Linked DNA regions of Ovis aries: region 2 is linked to region 1. The links are chromatin contacts, called in public Hi-C maps. All regions are on one chromosome and are shown on one strand. The core of a region is the stretch at or near the end of the contact, and the rest is flanking DNA. Distances in the headings are between cores, read along the strand shown. Region 1 holds the start of SNRNP70 (small nuclear ribonucleoprotein U1 subunit 70). Region 2 overlaps TRPM4 (transient receptor potential cation channel subfamily M member 4).

Evidence for each region. Hi-C and Micro-C count contacts between places; a contact is called where the count stands out from the background.
Region 2: a contact with region 1 is called in a Hi-C map of mixed tissues, with 3 times the contacts expected there. The contact joins the enhancer-like site here to the promoter of SNRNP70 in region 1. A contact is called at or near these places in 7 of 16 Hi-C or Micro-C datasets (blood, hypothalamus, liver and 3 more).

Annotation. Positions count from the first base shown.
Region 1 is chr14:55,339,923-55,347,124 of ARS-UI_Ramb_v3.0, reverse strand. It overlaps SNRNP70 (small nuclear ribonucleoprotein U1 subunit 70), which reads right to left and starts at 2,120. Exons shown (of 10, transcript XM_027978598.2): 1 at 1,919-2,120; 2 at 1,021-1,177. The coding sequence starts at 1,167.
Region 2 is chr14:55,434,093-55,441,155 of ARS-UI_Ramb_v3.0, reverse strand. It overlaps TRPM4 (transient receptor potential cation channel subfamily M member 4), which reads right to left. Exons shown (of 25, transcript XM_004015802.5): 19 at 6,927-7,063; 20 at 6,527-6,704; 21 at 3,510-3,703; 22 at 3,092-3,224; 23 at 2,809-2,881; 24 at 2,611-2,716; 25 at 2,002-2,370. The coding sequence ends at 2,366. Among named protein-coding and RNA genes, the nearest start is that of TRNAG-GCC, 30 kb to the left of the region's middle. Within about 2 kb of position 3,050, at least 4 of the 54 cell types and tissues checked have an H3K27ac peak or open chromatin away from gene starts, as enhancers often do. A contact at or near this core is called in liver, where this site is marked.

The sequences.
Region 1 (7,202 bases), core at 871-3,370:
CCTCTGAGGGCCAGAGCAGTTCTTAAAGGCCTCAGCAAGCTCCCATCACACAACTGGCACAGGACCCTCGCCTGCCACACACCTAGAGTTATTAAATTAGCTGAATTGGCTAATAACATTTTCCAAGCACCGGTTCACTGAGGGTGGCAAGTCTCAATGAAGAACCACTCTTCTGTCATCTCACTATTAACTTCTGCTCCACAAGTTCCTCCTCCTTCCCTTTCCCACTCATGCCAGATGGTTATTCTTCTGACTTCTGGCCATGTGCCAACATACTCAGATGTTCTTTGACCACCTTAAGAGGTGGACTGTTGTTATCCCAATTTCACAAATGAAAAAACCGAGGTCCATGAGCCTTAGTCATTTACTGATGTTTGCCCTGAGGGTACAAAGCTGAAATCCTCAAGACCACCATCTTAACAGCACATCACCTGGTGTTAACCCTTTAATGACAAAAATGGTAAATAAAATAAGAAATATTGACCATTCCTGACTGCTTGGTGCCAAGCCCCATAACAAAATTTTCAATTAATTCTGTCAATTATCACAAAGATATAAACATTCCCTTGCTATAAATAAAGTGACCACAGGACTAGAAGAATCTGCTGCTTGTCCAAGGTTACACAGCCGATAAATGTGCCAAGGACTACTTAACTCAACAGTCTGAATCCTCAACTGGTAGTTACTGTCACAAACCACTGAACTGTCACAAAAACTCAACAAGGGATACATAATGAACCCTGATCAAGACAAGAAAACTGGGACTTTCCTCGTGGTCCAGGAGCTAAGACTGCTCACTCCCAGTGCAGGGGGCCTGGGTTCCATTTCCATCACTGGTCAGGGAACTAGATTCCACATGCCATAACTAACAGTTCCCATGCCATGACTAAACGGGGCACAGCTAAATAAAGAAATAATAATCACCCCAGCCCAGAAAACTGGCCAGACACTGAACTCCCCAGTCCAGCCCCACGACGCCCCAGAACCCAACCCAGGTCCAAGTCTGCTCACTGAACTCACCTCAAACTCTCGGATGTAGGGCGCGATGCCACAGTAAGGTTGATTGTGGTGTTTTTCATGTGGCAGTTTCTCCAAGGGTGGGAGGTATGGGATGGGGTCACGGGGAGCAAAGAGGGCCAGAAGGTTGGGCGGCAGGAACTGGGTCATCTTGCCAAGTCTGAGAGCAGAAGCCTTATATTAGGGTGGGCTGGGGGAGGTGAAGCCCCTATAACCCCTTGACTCCCAGGAAAAGAAGGAAATAGAAGCAAAAATCTCAGTATCAAAACAGGTTCTGTACAGCGCGCTCCAAAGTCACAAGGAAAAGGAGTAAATCTGAATGAAAGAGGGTTTTGGTGGGAGGGTCGCGTGAAGACGGGCCAAACCGGTAAAGGAAACAAAGACTAAAAAAGGGTTTCTGAGTAGTGAAGTCTCAGAGTCCTGGGCAAGGAACCGCGGGGCTGAGGGTCTGGGAGCGGTTGTGGGGACATCAAGGATCCTGAGAAAGGGAGTCCAGGGCAGTGGCGGCTGGTGGTCCCATACCGTGGATAACAGGTTACGGGGCGAGGGTCGCAGGAAGTCTTCGATTAAGGAAAGGGGTCAAAAGTAGCAAGCCTCTCAAGCCAGGGGGTTGTGGGTAATAGATCTGGACCCCCACAAGCGAAATGAATTATGGGTAAGGGTCCGCGGAGGCGACAAGAAAAAAGCAACATACCGCAAGGGCCTGTGGGTAAGTGCTGAGGAGGACAGGGGCTATGGAAAGAGAGCTTAAGTGACCAGAGAACTCTGGATAAGGGATGCAAAAAGGTGCTGTGACGGTGGCGCGGGAAAGGGACCCGGCCGCGGGGAAAGGACCGGGGCCCACCGCAAGGGCTTGTGGGTAGCGGCCCCGCACCCGGTAAGGCCACTCAGTCACACTCACCCGCCGCGCGGCGCCCTCCTCGGCCTAGCGACGGTCCGGGGGCTCGCGGCGGCTCCGGCGGCCCCTCAGCAGCGGATACTCCGGCTCTCGCTCCGACTCCGGCGGCGTCCACGTCCCTCAGTCTCTGTCGCCCGCCTAGCGCGCGCACCAGGCCGCAGCTCACGAGCCCGCGCGGCCTCGGCTCGCGACAGGGGCAAGGGGTGGGAACAGCCTCAAATCCCTCCGCCGTTCGCAAGGCGCACGCGCTGCGCCAGTCAATCACAACTCAGTCACAGGGACCCTGGTGCCGCCGCAGGCACTGCGCAGGCGCGAAGCCACTACCCCCGCCTCCGGCGTCTTAGACGCCTTTGCCGCGGCAGGCTGGAAGTCACAGTGCGCACGCGCGCTGAGCCCCAAGCGGTCCCTTTCCACCTCGCGTTCTGGACTCCAACCGCCTCTGTCCGCGAGACTCTTCTGGATGCTCCACCCCTTTCCCTAACACACTTCCCGGATCTTGGGCGCATGCGTGTATGATCAGTTACCAGTATTATACCCTTCCGCCACCTAGCAAAGAGTCCCTACGTGGAGGATGTGCTTACCTAAGCTATTAAATCAATAACTTCTCCATCCAGCGCACCATGTACTCGACACTGTTTGGATTCTGAAGATGTAGCATGTGACTAAAGCAAAGTCTCCCTTTTTTGCGCTTGCATCGTGCGGAGGAGACAATAAAGGCATTAAAAAATTAACTGCTGATAGTGGCCGTCCCAATAAAAAAAAGGGCAGAATAAGGTGTTCAGCTGTGGAAGAGGAGCTGTTTTAGAAAGGACGACAGGGTTTCGTCGGTGGTGTAGTGGTAAAGATTCCGCATTTTCACTGCAGGGAGCGCAGGTTCAATCCCTGGTCAGGGAACTAAGATCCCGCATGCTGTGTGTTGCACCAAAAAGAAAAAAAAATTTTTTTGAAAAGGATGATAATGGAAGGCTCTTCTGAAAATGACATTTAAACAGAGGCCCAAGGAAAGGGAGATCGGGGCGGAGTTAACAGCAAGTGCAAAGGCCCTGAATTAGGAAGGATGGCGGGAGTCCCAGGTTGTTGGTGGAGAGAGTAGAGAACTGATGGTCATGTTATTTAGGGTTCTGGAGAAGGCAGTGGCACCACACTCCAGTACTCTTGCCTGGAAAATCTCATGCACAGAGGATCATGGTGGGCTGCAGTCCATGGGGTCGCTGGGAGTCGGACACGACTGAGCGACTTCACTTTCACTTTTCACTTTCATGCATTGGAGAAGGAAATGGCAACCCGCTCCAGTGTTCTTGCCTGGAGAATCCCAGGGATGGTGGAGCCTGATGGGCTGCCGTCTCTGGGGTCGCACAGAGTCGGACACGACTGAAGCGACTTAGCAGCAGCAGCAGCAAGAGACCTGTAAAAAGTTAAGTATTTTTTAAGTTTTTTGGATAGATTCAATTGCCTATTTAATAATAATTGCAGGAATTATTACAAATTTAAATGATTATTATCGTGTTTTAAGTACTTTGACATATTTGGTTTATCTACGTATGTATATGAGAACCCCCTGAACTATTTTTTTGGAGCCTTCCCAAAATTCTGAAATTATTTCGAAATAAAAAATTTAATGAAAATAAAGTTAAACGTGCTTTAATAATTTTTTTCCCTGTATCATTGAAAAGTAAATTTCTGAGGCACTGCACCTCTAAATGTTTCAGCATGCATCTCTTAAGATTAAGAGCATTCTTCTACATAACCACAAAACTACTTTCACCTCTGAGAAAGTTTATCCAGTCCCACAAAACTATTTTCACCTCTAAGAAAGTTTATCCAGTCTCTATTTCAGATTTATTCAGAAATCAGACTTTCCCAATAGACCCACAAGTATTTTGTTTTAATCTCAACCAGAAGTCAATCAAGCTTCATGCATTGTATTTGGTTGTCCTGTCTCTTTATCCTTTTTTTTTTCTTTATTCTCTTTTAATATAGAATACAGACACAGGCACTTTTTCCCAAATTATGTTGTTGGTTTTTCCCCTAAGTTCAGACCAGTTTCCAGTAGAAAGTCCCACATTCTGGATTTCTGATTATTTCCTCATGGGGTTTACAGTGTCTTGCACTAACCCTGTTTGCCTGTAAAATGGAAATTGAGTCTGAAGTTTGAATAAACTGATGTTGAGCATTTTTGGTAAGAACTTTTCCCTGGTGATACTTAAGACTTCGACTGCATCACATCTGGAGATAGTCCCACTATTATGATGCTGAATTTGGCCACCTGATCAAGGAGCCAACTGACAGATCTCCCTCTAGAAATACATTTTCTCCTCGCTAATCTGAGCAGTGAGACTTTGCCACTTTTCCCGAACCATCTCATCTCTCACCCCCTGGTTGTAGCAGCCATTGCTGATCTTTGCCAGAATAAAGTATCACATGGGGGAGAGGGCAGATTTTATTTGAAAATAAATAGGAAGTTACTAAAGGGCTTAGATCAGAAGATGGACAAAGCATAATTTGCATTATTAAAAGATCACATCAATGGCAATAGACAGAAGAAAATGCAGGAAAGAGGCTGAAGGGGAACAAGCAGATGCTCAGGAGGCTATAATTTCCAGGAAAGAGATGATGGGTTGGACTAAGAAGGTAGTGTTATTGAACTCAGGTTCAGCTGCTCACCACTGGGAAGTCAATACTCCAGAGATGAGTGTTAGTAGGAAGGGAAAGTTGCTTTATTCAGGAGGCCAGGCATCTGGGGAGAAGGTGGACTCATGTACCAAAGAACCAACTCCCCCCTACCAATCAGAGCACGAGAACTTTTATTTATTTATTTATTTTGACTGTGCCATGCTACATGGAGGAATCTTAGTTCCCCAACCAGGAATGGAACCTGTGCCCCCTGCAGTGGGAGAGTGGAGTCTTAACCACTGGACCACCAGGGAAGTTCCACAAGAACTTTTTTTTTCTCTCTCTCTCTCTTTTTACTTTGGTTGCTTAAGTGTTAGTCACTCAGTCATGTCTAACTCTTTGTGACCCCATGAACTGTAGCCCACCAAGCTCCTCTGTCTGGGATTCTCCAGGCAAGAATACTGACGTGGGTTGCCATTCCCTTCTTCAGGGGCTTTTCCTGATCCGAGGATCTAACCCACATCTCCCGCATTGGCAGGTGGGTTCTTTACCTTCTAAGCCACCAAGGAAACCCTGGTTGCTTATTATTTATTTATAATAGTGAAAGATGTTTGTCAGTTTTCACAATCAGTAGCCAGACAAAAAAATGAAAGATAATTACAATTGCAAGCCATAATGGGAACATGAGTAACTTAACAATATAAAATAATTACATACCACTTGGGGGTCAAGCAGAGTGATGTGGTAAGTGGAAGTGCATACCTGCGCATGTTCTCATCCACCCAGCCAGTCTATGTCTTTTGGTTGGCGCATTTAATCCTATTTACAGTTAAGGTAATTATGTAAGACCCGTTAGCATTTTCTTAATTGTTTCGGGTTTATTTTCTGTAGGTTTTTCCTCATCTTATGTTTCCCGCCTAGAGAAGCTCCTTTGGCATATGTTGTAAAGCTGGTTTGGTGGTGCTGAATTCTCTTAACTTTTTTATTTGGAAATCTTTGATTTCTCCATCAAATCTGAATGAGAGTCTTGCTGGGTAGAGTATTCTTGGTTGTAGATTCTTTCTTTTCATCACTTTAAATATATCATGCCATTTCCTTCTGGCCTGTAGAGTTTCTGTTGAGAAATCAGTTGATAGCCTGATGGGAGTTCCCTTATATGTTATTTGTCATTTTTTTCCCTTGTTGCTTTTAATATTTTATCTTTGTCTTTAATTTTTGTCAGTTTGATTACTATGTGTCTTGGTGTGTTCCTTCTTGGGTTTATCCTGCTTGAGACTCTCTGTGCTTCCTGGACTTGATTGACTATTTCCTTTCCCATGTTAGGGAAGTTTTCAGCTATTATTTCTTCAAGCATTTTCTCAGATCCTTTCTCTCTCTCTTCTCCTGCTGGGACCCCCATAATGCAAATGTTCACTCATTTAATGTTGTCCCGGAGGTCTCTTAGGGCCCTTCATTTGTTTTCATTCTTTTTTCTGTATTCTGTTGTGTGGCAGTGATTCCCACCATTCTGTTCTCCATGTCATTTATCTGTTCTTCTGCCTCAGCTATTCTGCTGTTTATTCCTTCTAGTGTATCATTCGTCTCTGTTTGTTCTTTAGTTCTTGTTGGTCTTTGGTAAACATTTCTTGCATCTTCTCCATTGTTTTTCTGAGATCCTGGATCATCTTCACTATCATTATTCTGAATTCTATTTCTGGAAGCTTGCCTATCTCCACTTCATTTAGTTGTTTTTCTGGGGTTTTATCTTGTCCCTTCATTTGGGTTTCCCTGATAGCTCAGCTGGTAAAGAATACACCTGCAATGCAGGAGACCCAGGTTTGATTCCTGGGTTGGGAAGATCCACTGGAGAAGAGATAGGCTACCCACTCCAGTATTCTTGGGCTTCCCTGGTGGCTCAGCTGGTAAAGAATTTGCCTGCAATTCAGGAGACCTGGGTTCAATCCCTGAGTTGGGAAGATCCCCTGGAGAAGGGAAAGGCGACCCACTCCAGTATTCTGGCCTGGAGAATCCCATGAACTATATAGTCCATAGGGTTGCAAAGAGTTGGGCACGACTGAGAGACTTTCACTTTCATCTGGGACATAACTTTCTGCTTTTTCATCATGATTCACTTTCTGTAATATGGTTTTTGTTTTAGCTGCTTGGGACTGTGCTTCTTCTGTCTGCCCTCTGATGGATGAAGCTAAGAGGCTTGTGTAAGCTTCCTCATGGGAGGGATTGGTGATGGAAAAAAACTGGGTCTTGTTCTGGTGGGCAGGGCCTTGCTCACTAAAGCTTTAATCCAATTATCTGCTGATGTGTGGGGTTGTATTCCCTTCCTCATAGTTGCTTGGCTTGAGGTGACCCAGCCCTGGGGTCTTTGGGCTTTATGGTAGGGTTAATGGTGAACTCCAGGAGGGTTAAGGTCAAGGGGAACCTTCCTGATCTTAGCCTGATGTGAGTCCCTGCCAACCCACATCTCCACAGGAGACCCTCCAACACTAGCAGGTAGTTTTAGTTCAGTCACCTGTGGGGACATTGCTCCTTTCTTCTGTATGTTGGTGCACACAAGGTTTTGTTTGTGCCCTCCAAGGACTTCCCTGGTGGCTCAGACAGTAGAGGGTCTGCCTGCAATGCAGGAGACCCAGGTCCAATCCCTGGGTTGGGAAGATCCCCTGGAGAAGGAAATGGCACC
Region 2 (7,063 bases), core at 1,801-4,300, 93 kb before region 1:
CTAATTCCAGCTTGAACATCTGGAAGTTCACAGTTCACATATTGCTGAAGCCTGGCTTAGAGAATTTTGAGCATTACTTTGCTAGCGTGTGAGATGAGTGAAATTGTGCGGTAGTTTGAACATTCATTGGCATTGCCTTTTTTGGGATTGAAATGAAAATTGATCTTTCCAGTCTTGTGCCCACTGGTGAGTTTTCCAGATTTGCTGACATATTGAGTGCAGCAGTTTCATAGCATCATCTTTTAGGATTTGAAAAAGCTGAAATTCTATCACCTCCACTAGCTTTGTTCGCAGTGATGCTTCCTAAGGCCCACTTGACTTTGCACCCCAAGATGTCTGGCTCTAGTCCAGTGATCATACCATCATGGTTATCTGGGTCATTAAGATCTTTTTTGTACAGTTCTGTGTATTCTTGCCCCCTCTTCTTAATCTCTTCTGCTTCTGTTAGGTCCATACCATTTCTGTCCTTTCTTGTGCCCATCTTTGCATGAAATGTTCCCCTGGTACCTCCAATTTTCTTGAAGAGATCCCTAGCCTTTCCCATTCTATTGTTTTCCTCTATTTCTTTGCATTATTCACTGAGGAAGGCTTTCTTATCTCTCCTTGCTATTCTTTGGAACTCTGCATTGAAATGGGTGTATCTTTCCTTTTCTCCTTTGCCTTTCACTTCTCCCTCTAGCGTCCCCTTTGTGCTGTGTGCTGAGTTGCTTCAAATCGGCCTTTCTAGATACTCAGTTCTGTCATCCTGGGGCCCTGCAAGGAGCTTCCCAGGTAGCTCAGCTGGTAAAGAACTGGCCTGCAATGCAAGAGACCCTGGTTCTATTCCTGGAGAAGGGACAGGCTACCCACTTCAGTGTTTTCAGTATTCTTGGGCTTCCCTGGTTGCTCAGACAGTAAAGACTCCCCCAGCAATGCAGGAGAGCTGGGTCGCAAAGAGTCCGACACGACCGAGCACATAAGCATATCACAGCAAGTGCTCTTTACAACCCTATGGACTGTAACCCACCTTCTCCAGGCAATAATACTGGAGTGGGTTGCCATTCCCTTCTCTAGGGGACCATTTTCTAGCTCTGTGACTTTGTGGTCACTTAATTTTGATTGTGCCTCAGTTTTCCAATCTGCAAAATGGAGACGTCAGCACTTACCTTATATGGTTTTCATGAGAATTCCTTGATTTATCGCCCGTGAAGCACTTAAACACAATGCCAGGCACATAGCACTCTCATTAGCTGCTGCTGTTGCCACCATCGTCATTACTGATGATATTACTACTTGGGTTACTGAGAATTGACTTGGTTATCTTCCAGAGATAGCTGGCTGCCACAAAACACTTGGCAACATTTCAAAGCTACTCTGCACCCAAAGTGGCAGACAGTTGGAATTCCTCCAATTTGGAAAAAGGATGTTTTGGTTTTCATTTTTGGATGTGTGTTGTTGGTGGCTTTCTTGCTATTTTACTAATAATTGCTGTCAGTTCAGCCTTGTCATTACCAGTTTAGTTTGTTACGGGTTGTTTAGTTAAATGGCATGTATAATGATGCATATTTGCCTCAATTCCGGGCGTGTGTGGCCTGCAATTTTCCACTAATTAGACTTTTTAAAGACACATATGCAGTTATCTACTCAAATTTGCATCATCTGTTCCCCTATTGCCAAAGCAGATGTACACAGTGCCCACCCACCCCTCCTCCAGGAAATAATTTGCTTTTTATCTCCAAGTTCTTTTTGCACTGGTAGGCAGGAATGGGTGTTGGGGGGTACAGATGGATGGGGTTCTTGTCCCACTGAAGTGAGAGTCATCAAGCAGTGCAGACAAGAGGTGCTGGGCCTGAGTCAGACAGGAGTAGTGGGGCTGAGAGGAAGCAACAGCCCCGGTGAGACCTGAAATGCAGTAGTAGCAAATGGACCAAGGACCCCAAACACACCCCCAGCTTCAGCTGCCATCCCAAAAGGATCTAGCCACCCACCAATTCCCCAAAGAATCCAGCATTCAGACCCTACTCCTCTCAAATGGCTTTATTTCCCCAGTGTGGGGAGCTGAGTGGACTCTGGTCCCTGTACCACAAGGACCTGGTAGCCTTCTCCAGTCCAGTGGGCTGAGATACAGCCCTCAGAGAGGGAACGCCTGGGCTCCAGAGGCTTATCCTCCTAGAGTAGGGCTGGTTCTGGGAGGAGCCAGGCCTGCCGTGGTCTGCATGGATGACACTCCCTGAGTGACCCTGACAGAATCCAAGGTGGTAGTCCACGGGCATCCGGTTCACCTCAAAGACAAGGTCGTCAGGTGCAGGAGTCAAGGACCTGCTAGGTCTTACTCTGGGAGCAAAACTCCCTCTGGCCGCTACTCCTTGACGTCCACCAGCAGGGCTCAGTCTGGGGGAAGAGAGGAGAGAAAAGAGCGATGGGCATAGAGAGGAGGGCAGAAAAAATGAGAGACTGGCAAAAAAACAGATGCACAAAAAGCCCAAAGGAGACCAAGAATGAACCAGGGGCAAAGGAAGGCCAGTGAAAGAGAGAAACACCGAGATATGGGAAGAGACCCAGAAAGCAAGGACACAGACGTAGGTGGTGACAGACGCCAGACATACACACAAGTAGATGGTAAACACTGACCTTTGGGCCCAGGTGGGATTGGGGGGGGTGGTCCCCCTGGGGGCAGCAATGTAGAACGGCTCAGGGCCTCAGCTACCCAGCCCAGGACACGGGTACAGTGCTGGACCTGGGGAGCAGCGGAAGACATCGCGGCACCTGATTGGAATCTGCTGCCCCTCACCCTGGCCATCCTCCTCCAGCCTGGCCCGGAGCCCTCACCTCCTGTTCCAGCCCTTTCAGACGCTGCTCGTACTCGCGGATCTGTCTCAGCTGCTTCAGTGCTGTGTCCACCCTGGGGATCCAGGGTTTTAGGTGGGTGCCAGCAGCCTACCAGCCCCGCCTACCTTGAAAGACCCGCCCCCCGCAGTGCCGCTTTCCTCCCTAGCATTCCGGGACCCTGCCCCCGTAGGCTCCGCCTCTAGCCTGGGCCTTTGCAGGAAGTCAGTCAAGAGATCGATCCCGGAGAACAGAAGCCCCGCCCAGAGCCAGGCCCCGCCCTCACTTCTGCGACGTGCGCTTCAGACGTTCGGAGTTGCTTTCCCGTTTGTCCCGAGCACGCGCCAGCAAGAAATTTTCCTTTTGCACTGACTCCCATGTCAACAGCCTCCGCTCCGCTTCCTTCGAGAGGTGGACCCCTGGACAGTGGGGCCAGAATAAAGTCAAAGGGACTGCCCATCCTCGGGCCACGCCCGCTCCTAGACCCAGCTTCCCCACACAAAACCTCGAGCTTCAGTGATCTCCCAGACTGCACTTCCTCACCGTTCTTGGTCTTCCACTAATACCCCACGCCCAGCCCCTTGCCAGAGTAAGCCCTGCCCACTAGTGCTCCTAAGGGTCCTCCTCCTGCATATAAATGCTCTTCTTTCTCTCCAGGTTCCGCCCCCTGAGTTTCTCTCTTTTGGGCCAAGCCGGGCTCTCACGAAAATGCTCGGCGTCTGGGGACGGTGGCAAGCGCGCCCGGCGCCTGCGAAGTCGATGGATCAGGGAGCGCACGTGCGATATGAAAATGAGAGGCGGGGCCAGTGCGGGCCGAGAGTGAAATTCCCGGATGAGGCTGTAGCGCTGCGCCTTCCAGTAGAGGTCGCTGTTGCCCTGCACTTTGCCGAAGGTATGGCTGTAGGGACCAGAGATCAAGAGTCACTAGAGGCAGAGGCGCCCCTTGGAAAAGCGGATCAAGATTACTTGTTAGGCAATATCTGTTTGAAACCCCAAGCAGAAGGCAGATGTCAGGATCAATAAAGTCAGAGGCATTTGGTAGCTGGGTTAGGAGGCTCCAGAGTCGGATGTCAGAGATCAAGTTGGGAAAGCTAACACGAATTAGGTAGAGATTGGAGTCAGGCTCACAAGTCAGCCTGGACACAAGTAACTAAAATAAAAAATGAAAATGGGGACATTACTTTCTACCTTATAGAATCCTACTAAAAACCATTATGTGTGTGCTAAGTCGCTTCAGTCTTGTCCAGCTCTTTTCGACCCTATGTGTAGCCTACCAGGCTCCTCCGTCCATGGGATTTTCCAGGCAAGGATACTGGAGTGGGTTGCCATTTCCTTCTCCAGGGGATCTTCTCGACCCAGGGATCGATCCTGGGTCTCCCACATTGTAGGCAGGTGCTTTACCATCTGAGCCACCAGGGAAATTAAAGTCAGATAAAAATATCACGATTATAGACCAATAGCCTTTATGAATATATATGAAAAAACCCTCAACAAAATACTAGAAAACTAATTCAACCACATATTAAAAGGATTATAAGTGGGATGTGTGCATGCTAAGTTGCTTCAGTCGTGTCCAACTCTTTGCAACCCTATGGACTGTCGCCTGCCAGGCTCCTCTGTCCATCAGATTTTCCAGTTAAGAATACTAGTCATTAGGAAAATGCAAATCAAAATTAAAATGAAATAACAAGTTCATGCCCACTAGGATGTCTATAACCTCTTAATAAGGAAAGCACCTATTAGAAAGGATGTGGAAAAGCCAAACACAGAATTAACACATGACCCAGCATTCTATTCTAGAAATAAAACCAAAAGAAATAAAAACAGAGACTCAAGCAGATATGTAAACACCAATGTTATTGCAGCATTATCCCCAACAGCCAAAAGATGGAACAACCCAAGTCTCATTAGATGAATGGATCAACTAAATGCCTTTTATCTGTACATCAGTATTGTTCAGCCATAAAAAAAAATGGAGTAGTGGTACATGAAAACCTTATGCCAGACACAAAAGAACAAATACTGTATGACTCTACTTACCTCCAAGAGGCAGAGTCATAGAGACAGAAAGTAAAGTGGAGGTTACCAGGGACTGGGGGGAGGGGAAAATGAGACGTTATCCTGTGCTTAATGGTTACACACTCTGTTTGGAGTGATGAAAATGTTCAGGAAATAGACAGTGGTGGTGGCTGTATAATGTTATAAATGTAATTAATGTCACTGCATTGTACACTTTAAAATGGAGAAGGTGGCAATTTTTATGTTATATATATATATAGCCACAATTTTAAAAATTTTAATCTTCAGCCCAGACTCAGAGAGCGGATCAGATTCCAAAGTCCAGGTCAAGAGCACACTCTGGCTGGATTTGGGAACAAGCCAGCAGTAGATTTTAATCAGAGTTCAGAGACTAAAACTAGAATTACTTAGACTGGATCAAAAATCATGCTGGGGTCAAGGGTTAAGCTGGGATCAAGAGTCACTCTGGGGTCAAGGGTCATGCTGGGTCAGGCCAGATCATCAGAGAGCAGTAGTGAAGTTGCTCAGTTGTCTCCAACTGTTATGTAGGTCAGGAAGCAAGAGTTAGAACTGGACATGGAACAACAGTCTGGTTCCAAATAGGAAAAGGAGTACGTCAAGGCTGTATATTGTCATCCTCCTTATTTAACTTCTATGCAGAGTACATCATGGGAAACACTGGGCTGGAAGAAGCAAAAGCTGGAATCAAGATTGCCGGGAGAAATATCAATAATCTCAGATATGCAGATGACACCACCCTTATAGCAGAAAGTGAAGAGGAACGAAAAAGCCTCTTAATGAAAGTGAAAGAGGAGAGTGAAAAAGTTGGCTTAAAGCTCAACATTCAGAAAACGAAGATCATGGCATCTGGTTCCATCACTTCATGGCAAATAGATGGGGAAACAGTGGAAACTGTGTCAGACTTTATTTTTGGGGGGTTCCAAAATCACTGCAGATGGTGATTGCAGCAATGAAATTAAAAGATGCTTACTCCTTGGAAGGAAAGTTATGACCAACCTAGACAGCATATTCAAAAGCAGAGACATTACTTTGCCAACAAAGTTCTGTCTAGTCAAGGCTATGGTTTTTTCAGTGGTCATGTATGGATGTGAGAGACTATAAAGAAAGCTGAGTGCCAAGGAATTGATGCTTTTGAACTGTGGTGTTGGAGAAGACTCTTGAAAGTCGCTTGGACTGCAAGGAGATCCAACCAGTCCATCCTAAAGGAGATCAATCCTGGCTGTTCTTTGGAAGGACTGATGCTAAAGCTAAAACTCCAATACTTTGGCCACCTCATACGAAGAGTTGACTCACTGGAAAAGATTTTGATGCTGGGAGGGATTGGGGGCAGGAGGAGAAGGGGACGACAGTGGATGAGATGGCTGGATGGCATCACCGACTCAATGGACATAAGTTTGAGTGAACTTCGGGAGTTGGTGATGGACAGGGAGGCCTCTCATGCTGCAATTCATGGGGTCACAAAGAGTCGGACACGACTGAGTAACTGAACTGAACTGTTTGGGACCCCATGGACTGTAGCCTGCCAGGTTTCTCCATCCATGGGATTTTCCAGGCAAGAATACTGGAGTGGATTGCCATTTTCTTCTCCTGGGAATCTTCCCAACCCAGAGATCAAACACAGGTCTCCCACATTGCGGGCAGACTCTTTACCGTCTGAGCCACCAGGGCAGTAGGGACTCACCTGAACATCGCAATGAGCAGATTGAGCAGCAGGATGTTGGCCACCAGCAGGAAGACAACCAGGAGGAGCACCACCAGCCAGTTGGCATAAAGCGAAACGCATTTGCCTGAGAGCTTCCCTTCGGGGTGCCCCCATGAGCCCTGCCCCAGTGAACAGTTGCTGTGCTCCATGAGGGCCGCTGTGAAGGGAGACAGTCAGAGATGGAGCCAGAGGGACCGGGACCTAAGGAAGACAGAAATCCATAGGGGGGAGGAGAGCAAAGACCCGGGGAGAGGGGGACAGAATCCCAGAAAGAGAGGGGGACAGAGACGCAAAGAAAAAGGGGGAAGGGTCAGAGACCCAGAGATAAGGGAGGAGGAGGGGGGCTCACTTGGATGTCAGGTCCTCTCATCCTCCTTACCGTCCATCTCCCCCTGAGGGATCTGCCCAAAGATCTGCAGGTAGGGCCGGTAGAAGACGCGGCGCAGGATATTCGGGAGGCTACGGTCCTGGGGCCTAAGGAGCCCCTCAGTGGCCACCCCGTAGGCCACCAGCCAC